Regions from separate parts of the Oryctolagus cuniculus genome. Here region 1 is linked to region 2. A link is a contact called in public Micro-C data. All regions are on one chromosome and are shown on one strand. Each heading gives the region's core, a stretch centred on a gene start, on an enhancer-like site or on the middle of the called end of the contact. The rest is flanking DNA. Distances are from core to core; before and after follow the strand shown. Region 1 has its middle 41 kb from the start of XBP1. Region 2 holds the start of CHEK2 (checkpoint kinase 2).

The links. Hi-C and Micro-C count contacts between places; a contact is called where the count stands out from the background.
Region 1: a contact with region 2 is called in a Micro-C map of ear pinna, with 4 times the contacts expected there. The contact joins the enhancer-like site here to the promoter of CHEK2 in region 2. A contact is called at or near these places in 2 of 6 Hi-C or Micro-C datasets (ear pinna and an unstated tissue).

Annotation. Positions count from the first base shown.
Region 1 is chr21:22,279,435-22,284,226 of mOryCun1.1, reverse strand. No RefSeq gene overlaps it. Among named protein-coding and RNA genes, the nearest start is that of XBP1, 41 kb to the right of the region's middle. Within about 2 kb of position 2,111, at least 4 of the 8 cell types and tissues checked have an H3K27ac peak or open chromatin away from gene starts, as enhancers often do. A contact at or near this core is called in ear pinna, where this site is marked.
Region 2 is chr21:22,176,222-22,180,778 of mOryCun1.1, reverse strand. CHEK2 (checkpoint kinase 2) reads left to right here and starts at 1,492. Exons shown (of 16, transcript XR_007911928.2): 1 at 1,492-1,621. It overlaps HSCB (HscB mitochondrial iron-sulfur cluster cochaperone), which reads right to left and starts at 1,299. Exons shown (of 7, transcript XR_519822.4): 1 at 1,064-1,299.

The sequences.
Region 1 (4,792 bases), core at 862-3,361, 100 kb before region 2:
CAGGAGCCAGGAGTGTCTTCCTGGTCTCCCATACAGGTGCAGGGGCCCAAGGACTTGGGCCATCTTCTACTGCTTTCCCAGGCCACAGCAGAGAGCTGGATGGAAAGAGGAGCAACTAGGACTAGAACTAGTGCCCATATGGGATGCCGGCGCTGCAGGCGGAGGATTAACCTACTGCACCTTGGTGCCGGCCCCAAGTTCACTTTTTTTAAAAAGTACTTTGATCAGTGATCGCAACAAACATGTATAGAGTGCTGTGAGGAAGTTGTCTGCACTTTCACTGGCCAGAAGACCTCACCCTCATTTCTGGAAGGTGAATCAGTCTGAAAGGGGAGTCCATGAGAAGCAGAGAGCTTTAGCTGACAGCTCAGGTGAATGAGAGCAGGCACAAAGGCACAAGGAACCTCCAGAGAAATCCGCCCAAAGAGCGCTCTGTGGCTTCCTTTTACTGTAACCGAGAATTTCTTCTTCTTTTTTTTTAAATTAATTAATTTATTTGAAAGTCAGAGTTACGCAGAGAGAGAGGAGAGGCAGAGAAGTCTTCCATCTGGTGGTTCATTCCCAATTGGCCGCAACTGCTGGAGCTATGCCGATCCAAAGCCAAGAGCCAAGAGCTTCTTCCAGGTCTCCCACATGGGTGCAGGGATTCAAGGCCTCGGGCCACCTTCTATTGCTTTCCCAGGCCACAGCAGAGAGCTGGATCGGAAGTGGAGCAGCCGGGTCTTGAACCGGCGCCCATATGGGATGCTGGCGCTTCAGGCCAGGGTGTTAACCTGCTGTGCCACAGCGCTGGCTTCCTAGAGAATTTCAATTCAATTGAAAAATATGAGAGGTGGGGCAGGTGTTTAGTTTAGCAATTAGGATGCCAGTTGAAATGTGTGCATCCTATGTTAGAGTACCTGGATCGGATTCCTCACTCTGGCTCCTCGCCCCAGCTTCCGGTTGTGTAGACCCTGGGAGGCCGCAGGTGATGGCTCACGTGACTGGGTTCTTGCCGCCCTTGTGGGAGATCTGGATTGAGTGCCCAACTTTAAAGAAATGTTTATTTTCATTCTATTTGAAAAACAGACACACATACACACGCGCGCACAGAGGAGAGAGAGACTGAAACTGAGGCAGAGACAGAGACTTATCCATTCCCCACAAAAGCCAGCAAAAGCCACCACTGGGCCAGGCTGAAGCCAGGAGCCAGGAACTCAATCCAGACCCCTCACGTCATGACCAGGGCAGGGAACCAGATACTTGAGTTATCACCTACTGCATCCCAGAGTGCATATTAGCAGGGAGCTGGAATTGGAAGTGAAGCAAGACTTGAACCCAGACAGCCTGATATGGGGTGCAGGCATTCCGAGTGGTGTCTTAGCTGCTGCCCCAAGCACCTGCCCTCCTACTGATTTCCTGAGGTCTCTCCTTGGCAGCCCCCACTCTGACCACGCCATCACCTCCGTCTCCTCTGTGGCTGCCCACCTGTGACCGTCCCCCTCCCCCTCCTGCAGATGGCTCAGGCAGTCCCGACAGAGGGAGCTCCTTCTTGGAGGTCGTCCTCGTCCGTTTCATGAGGCTGTAACAAAGCGCAAGGCTGAATCCTTTATAAAGGAAAGGGCCTTACTGAGCTCACAGTGTTGGGGATGAAAGTCCAGAATTTGACAACCCCATTGGTTGGCCTCTGGCGAGGGTTCCTTTGGCTACGTCCCGACAGAGTAGAGGAGCAAACACAGAAGCCGCTTGGTGTAGAAGGGGCCAGGCACGTGGGAGCGACCTCACCTTGCAACAATCCATTCTCAGGAGAACTAACAGGAGTCCCGTGAGAGCTGCTCTGGTCTCGACCCTCAGAGGTCCCTCCCCCACTAGGCATCACCGCCCAGCATGCACCGAGCTGGCAGCTCGTGGATCTTTGGGGGATAAACTCCATCCAACCCACAGCAGATTCCTCAGAGCCGGAGGTAGGGATCCCGGATCTCCCGGTTTACTGAGGGAAACCCCCAGGGAGGAACCTTGAGGAAGTGAGGAAGCGGGATGGGGGAAAGGCAAGCAAATAAGGGTTTTTCGGGACAGGTCCTACCGCAGTCGGCTCCCACAGCGAGCGCTATAAACATTGCAGAGTCTGTCCCGCCTTGAGAACTGGGAGCCGGTCCCCACCCCATTAGTCAGCCACTGGCTGCGGGCCACCCTGACTGTTTGTGTAACCTCGCAGGCATCTCCTGGCCAAGCCGCTCCCCTAAGCAGAGACTCCTCCAAAGAAGGAGGTAGCCGTGAGCTTTCAGCGGCCAACTCCCAGAGCTTCTGGGGGAGCGGAGGCACTGTGAGAAGGAGGGCTGGGAAAGGCACCAACAGTGTTCACCCCAGAGAGACAATGGCATCACCGTGCAGACGACAGTGTCCACCCCGGAAACAGCAGCCAGCACGCTTCATGGAAAATCTGGATGCTATTCTGGGATGGGGAACAAGAGTTCTCTTCATCATTATCCTGGGGACGCTAGGCCATGCAATGAGGCAATAATAAAGGCATTGGGTTTGGACAAAAAGAAATACTGCCATTATATAATGAGGAAGTGATTGTGCATACAGACAGTCCACATGAACCTAAAAAATAAACTATTAAATAAATTAATTTAGAAACTTTGCTGGATACCAGGGTACTTCAAAAAGTTCATAGCAAATAGAATGAACAGGTTAAGTTTATCTTGGTGTATTTTTTAAAATACATGCATGATTTTTCATAACATTCATTTTCCATGAACTTATTAAAGTACCTTCAATAGGGTCAATATAAAAAACGTACTTTAGGGACTCGCGCTGTGGTGCAGTAGGTTAATCCTCTGCCTGCAGTGCCGGCATCCCATATGGGTGCCAGTTCTAGTTCCAGCTGCTCCTCTTCTGATCCAGCTCTCTGCTATGGCCCAGGAAAGCAGTAGAAGATGGGCCAGGTGTTTGGACCCCTGCACCTGCATGGGAGACCTGGGAAAAGCAGTCCTGGCTTCGGATCGTCCCAGCTCTGGCCATTGTGGCCATCTGGGGAGTGAACCAGCAGACAGAAGTTCTTTCCCTCTGTTTCTGTCTCTCTCTATCTGTAGCTCTACTTCTCAAATAGATAAATAAAATCTTTTTTTTTAAATGTACTTTTACATACAAGCACCAATTATAAAATAAATCATAAAACATTACCCTGTATAGAGCATTAAAATAAAAATATCTAGGGGTGAGCATTTGGCCTGGTGGTTAATATGCTGGTACTCCCATTTCGGAGTACCTGGGCTTGATTCCGAGTTCCGGTTCCTGACTCCAGCTTCCTGCTAATGCAGACCCTGGGAGGCAGTGGTGATTCCTTCCTAGGCTCCTGACCATGTGGAGGTCCTAGGTTGAGTTCCTGGCTCCTAGCTTTGGCCCAGCCCAGACTCAGGCTTTGCAGGCATTTGGAGATTGAACCAGTACTTGGGAGTGTTCTCTCTCTCTCAAATAAGTAAGTAAATACATATTTCAGTGAAAATACTCGGAAGTCAATCTAGAAGCAATGTGCATAATCTCTGCACAGCAAATGCCCTAAACTATCAAACAAAAACAGCACTGAGAAGACCCAAAGGTTTTCTGAGATGTTTTTCAGGCTCATTATAGTGAACATTTTACTTTAGCCTATGTGGGTGAGTTCCTGTCCCTGGCCTGGACTACACCATATTTCTAGAAGCTTCCACATCAGGATCACTGGCCAACGCATGGCATGTACACGTTTCCTCATTTTCATAACAATCCTGTCCAGTGTAATCAACTCCACTATGAGGAAGAAAGCAAGGGTCAGGGAGTGTACATGGCGTGCCCGTGAGGAATCCCTGTTGAGTGGCTGTACACTCAATCTTCAGATTTATAGTGAGATGATCTTTAAAGTCCAGAGGCTGTGAGTTTCAACTATTTCAAAAAAAGCCAAAAGTTATTCCTCGTGGGGGAAATCCTGGGTGCCAGGTGAACCATTTTTGGGCAACTGTTGTATAGAATCTTCTGTATGTGCAGTGAGGACAACTGGCCACTAGATGGCCCTGCAGCTCTTTGAGGCGCCATCACTAACTTTGGCCTCTTGGTTCCCAGGGGCCTAACAGGAGAAAAATGAGAGAGAGAGAGAGAGAGAGAGAGAGAGAGAGAGAGAGAGAGAGAGAGAAGCACATGTGAAATATTTCTCAAAAAGCTTAACGTCACATATTTACATTTATAGCCCACCATATAATCTGAGGTCATATTCTTTTGAGTGGTAATAGATGACTGCTCCTTAGCAAACGTTCTTTTTTCCTTAAAACACTTCACACGAACCAATGCAGTACTCACACCCCCAGTTAAATATGTCCAGCTGCTCAGACAATGGTGATATCTTCAGCTTGATATGGTTAAGACAGTGACCTTGGTACAGCATAAATACGCGTGCTGTCTCAGGACAATACCTTATAGAGACAGAGACAGCTTGGTTCTTCTCCAATGTCTGCTGGAGGAGTTTTACCTGGTTTTATTACTGGATTTCATCTGAACCCATTAGTGAGTGGGGCAACTTTGCTCTTATTTTTTTTAAAGATTTATTTATTTATTTGAAAGGCAGATTTACAGAGAGACAGGGAGAGACAAAGAGTGAGAGAGAATGCTTCCATCCACTGGTTTACCTCCCAGATGGCTGTAACAACCAGGGATGGACCATGCTGAAGCTAGGATCCAGCGCTTCCTCCAGGTCTCCCATGTGGGTGCAGGGACCCAAGCACTTGCGCCATCTTCCACTGCTTTCCCAGGTGCATTAGCAGGGAGCTGGATTGGAAATGGA
Region 2 (4,557 bases), core at 243-2,742:
CTCTTCCAGGCCAGCTCTCTGCTGTGGCCCGGGAGTGCAGTGGAGGATGGCCCAAGTGCTTGGGCCCTGCACCCCATAGGAGACCAGGAGAAGCACCTGGCTCCCGGCTTTGGATCAGTGCGCTGCGCCGGCCGTGGCGGCCATTGGAGGGTGAACCAACGGCAAAGGAAGACCTTTCTCTCTGTCTCTCTCTCTCACTGTCCACTCTGCCTGTCAAAAAAAAAAAAAAAAAAAAAAAAAAAGCTAAGTGCTAAAAGGGAAAAGAACAGGGGGTCAGCAAGGGTGGTAGACGCCAGGGCCCTCTGAGCTGAGCCTCAACCTGAACACGATGATGATGATGAGGATGATGATGAGTAATCCGAGATCAGGGGAGCGACACCCAAGCGCAAAGACCCGGGCGGGCAAGTATAGTCGCAGGCCGAGGAACTTCGAGGGCAGTGCTGCTACGGCCCATCCTAAGCACTCAGTGACCGGTGGCGGTAGATCCCAGAGGAGGGTGACCAGGCATCCCCAAACCCCACCCTGTTCTTCTAAAGCCCGGGGACCTTCGTCCCTGGCTCCTTTTTAATCCAAATCCCTTCGGCTTTCTACTCCCAGAGCCGGCCCTATTTCCTCACCAGCTCAGCTGTGCCCACATCTCCCCACCCCCAGGGCGGAAAACCCTCTTCTTCCAAGATCCACGTTCCCCCTAGGCCTTGCCCACGATGTGAAGTTCTCCGCCCACTCCTCACCTACACGTCCCACCCCAGCTTCCCCTCAGGTCTCCCCGCCCCCAAGATCCGCCCCTCGCCCGCTTCCCTCTCCCGCAGGGGCCGCCCCAGGGTCTCCCCCCACCCCGTCGCCTCCCCGTCCCCGCCCATCCAGCCCCCTGCCCACTCCGGCTCCACCCCTCAACGCCCCTTCCTCTCTCTCAGGACACCCCACAAACCCCACTTTCCGGGCTCCGCCCACCGGTCTTCCCGGTCCCGTCCTGTCCTTCCCACGCCTGGCCCGCCCTCCACGCTCGCAGGCCAGCCCCTGGCGCCTCTCTCCGCCATGCATTTCCCAAAACCGCCTCCCGTACCAATCCATGAGGCTGAAGTAGTCTCGAGCTCGGTCAGGTGGCTGCAGCGCGCGGCACTGCGGGCAGAAGAACCCGTCCCCCAGCCCAGGGGCCCCCGGTACACCGCAGTTCCAACATCCGGGCGAATTACTTCTCGCCTGCGACGCAGCATTGCAGCTTAACAGTCTCCTTCCGGGAACCCCTGCCGGCCACAACTCCCACACCCGGAGCAAGGCCCGGGACCTCCCGCTCCACATCTGGCCCGCGGCCGGTCTCCCCACCGGTGGGGAATAAGCGGAGAACACTGTCGACGAGCCTGAAGCTGCCGATTGGCTGAGGAGCTGCGGGGGCGGGATCACTGCAGTGAGCCCCAGAGACTGTGTTCCGCTCTGCCTCTTAAACTACAACTCCCGGCAAGCATTGAGCCTACGCGTGGCGGTCACATCCGCCGCTCCTCATTGGTCTGGCGGCGGCGGAGAGCGTTTTGATTGGCTGAGGGCGGAGTTTGTATCTTCAGGTTTAGCGCCACTCTGCTGGCTGCGCCTGTGGAGAGTGTGCGGCTGCAAGTGGGCTCACGCGGTGAGTCATAGTGGGGGAGCTCTTCTTGGGTGTTTGGGGGATCGAATCTCGTTCTCCAGGGTCTTTGGCGAGCAGAGTCTCTCAAGCTTCCGCTTCGTCTGGACTTCTGAGCCGGCGGCGGACTGCGTGGGCGGCTTTCTTCCTTAGATAATGTTTAACTTCACTTCCCTCCTCGTTATTTATACATTTAAATAGGCCAGGACCGCAGGGAACAGAGTTGTGCTCGTCACTGTCACAGCAGCGCTGCTTTGTAAAGAGGTCCGTGACCGATAGCAATTATGAACAGTTCTTTAGAGGCGATCTCTAAGCTATTGATGGCGAACCCAGGCTTGGCTGCTGGGCACCGCAGGACCTGGACACACACTGACCGGGCTGGAGCAAGTCCCTGCGAATGGCCACACGGACATACTGGGGTGCCGTGACCACGCGTTTGTGTGGCCCTTGTAAGCCTCTCAGATTGTCTGGGACTGGACTTCTGCTCACAGCCCTGGAGCTTTCCTGCTGCCACTTTGTCCCCTCACTCACTCCTCTGCTCCCAGTTAGCAACCATTACCCTAGGAGGAGCATTACACGCACTGGCGCGTTGAGAGCTCTGGTCTGGGTGCTTTTTTTCCAGATGAGGAAGTGGGTCCAGAGAGGCCGAGGCATAAGATCGTGCAGAAGTTCGACTCCAGTGCCTGAGCTCAGGCCTGCTGGCCTCTAGCCTCTTAAAGCTACCTCTTGGCACACTCTCCCCGCTCGTTGGGGTGGGGGAGTCGGGGACCCAGCCTGGCTGACCGTTTTAGATCAGCAGGTCAGGTGTGTTTTAAGGATCACACAATAGGACTTTGGTAATTTTTTTTTTTTTTTAATTTGACAGAGTTAGTGAGAGAGACAGAGAGAAAGGTCTTCCTTCCGTTGGTTCACCCCCTAAATGGTGCCTATGGCCAGAGCTATGCTGATCCAAAGCCAGGAGCCAGGTGCTTCCTCCTGGTCTCCCATGCGGGTGCAGGGCCCAAGCACTTGGGCCATCCTCCACTGCCCTCCCGGGCCACAGCAGAGAGCTAGACTGGAAGAGGAGCAACTAGGACTAGAACCCGACGCCCATATGGGATGCTGGTGCCGCAGGCAGAGGATTTACCAAGTGAGCCACGGCGCCAGCCCCTGGACTTTGGTAATCTTGAAAGCTGTGCAAATACAGTCAGTGAGAGTGATGTTGTTTGCTAACCTGTAGTAAGTAGTGGGCCTCATGCTTGGGAAAGAGACTGTGCCTTAAAATCTACTTAGGTCAGCGTTGAAAGTAACTGACTAACTGCCCCTCAAGTTAATTCTAAGGCAAGGGCGGGAGCCTTTTAAGTGGAAGGCTCTTTAGGATGCTGTAAGTTACTTAGCATCACAAAGGGCTACGCTGAGTTGTCTGGCCTCCTTAAGCAGCCTGGCATTTAGATAGCTCTCAGGGACGTGGATCCCTGCCCTCCAGGAGCAAGCCTGGGGGAGAAAGGTTTTGGTGAAAGGGCCCCTTCCAAGTGGTGAAGTTTGTTTTGCCTGTCTTTTATCCCAAGCCACCTGACCATGCCTCATCTTTCCCTTTCAAAAATGTATGTGAGGGGCCAGTGTTATGGTGTGGTGGGATAAGTTGCTGCCTGTGACACTGGCATCTCAGAGAGAAACACAGGTTCAAGTCCTGGCTGCACTGTTTCTCATCCAGCTCCCCGCTAATGTGCCTGGGATGGCTCAACTAAGTTGAGCCTCTGCCACTCTTTTGGATAATCGGGATGAAGTTCCAGGTTCCTGGCTTTGGCCTGGCCCAATCCCTTGAAAGTTAGGAATGAAACTTAAAACGGACTAATACAATCAATATAATTAAATTTCACATGCATGTTTTTTTAAAAAACGTTTATTTGAAAGGCAGAGTGACCAAGGGGGGAAGAAAGGAGAGACAGATAGAGAGATCTTCCACCCCTAGTTCACTCCTCAAAAGCCCTCAACAGCCAGAGCTGGGCCAGTGTGAAGCCAGGAGCCTGGAGCTCCACCTGAGGCTCTTCTTGGGATGCAATGGCCCAAGCACTTGAGCCATCTTCACTGGCTTCCCAGGCTCTTCAGCAAGAAGCTGGATTAGGAGCGGAACAGCTGGGACTTCAGCTGGCACTGAACAGGAGATGCTAGTGTTGTAAACTGTGGCATAGCCCACTGAGCCACAACACCAGCCCCCGCATTTCCAATTTTTAGAAACTGGATGCCTAAAAGCCTCTGAGTGCCCCCTCCAGCTCAGTGTCCTTGCGTTTACACTTGTTGCCTTCAAGTAACTTTATTTTTTCTTCTCTGTGTCTTATGACAGTCAAAAAAGTGACCTGGGGAAAAATGGTAGCATAGAAGCACAGGTCTAGACTGGTAGGATTTTAATTTTGGTAGAGTGTTTTGGCCCTGGATTTTTTTTTTTTTCGTTCGTTCTTTTTTTTGCCTTTGTGTGTGTGTGTGTGTGTGTGTGTGTGTGTGTGTGTGTGTGTTTGACAGGCAGAGTGGATAGTGAGAGAGAGAGACAGAGAGAAAGGTCTTCCTTTTGCCGTTGGTTCACCCTCCAATGGCCGCCACGGCTGGCGCGCTGCGGCCGGTGCACCACGCTGATCCGAAGGCAGGAGCCAGGTGCTTCTCCTGGTCTCCCATGGGGTGCAGGGCCCAAGCACTTGGGCCATCCTCCACTGCACTCCATGGCCATAGCAGAGAGCTGGCCTGGAAGAGGGGCAACCAGGACAGAATCCGGCGCCCCGACCGGGACTAGAACCCTGTGTGCCGGCGCCACAAGGCGGAGGATTAGCCTAGTGAGCTGCGGCGCCGGCCGTTTTTTTTGCCTTTGTAATATGCTCATACTTCATTCTTGAATTTTGTCTCTTTTTTTAAAGAACACTTTTTAAAAGTTTATATATTTGTTTGAAAGGCAGAGCGAGAGAGCAAGCATG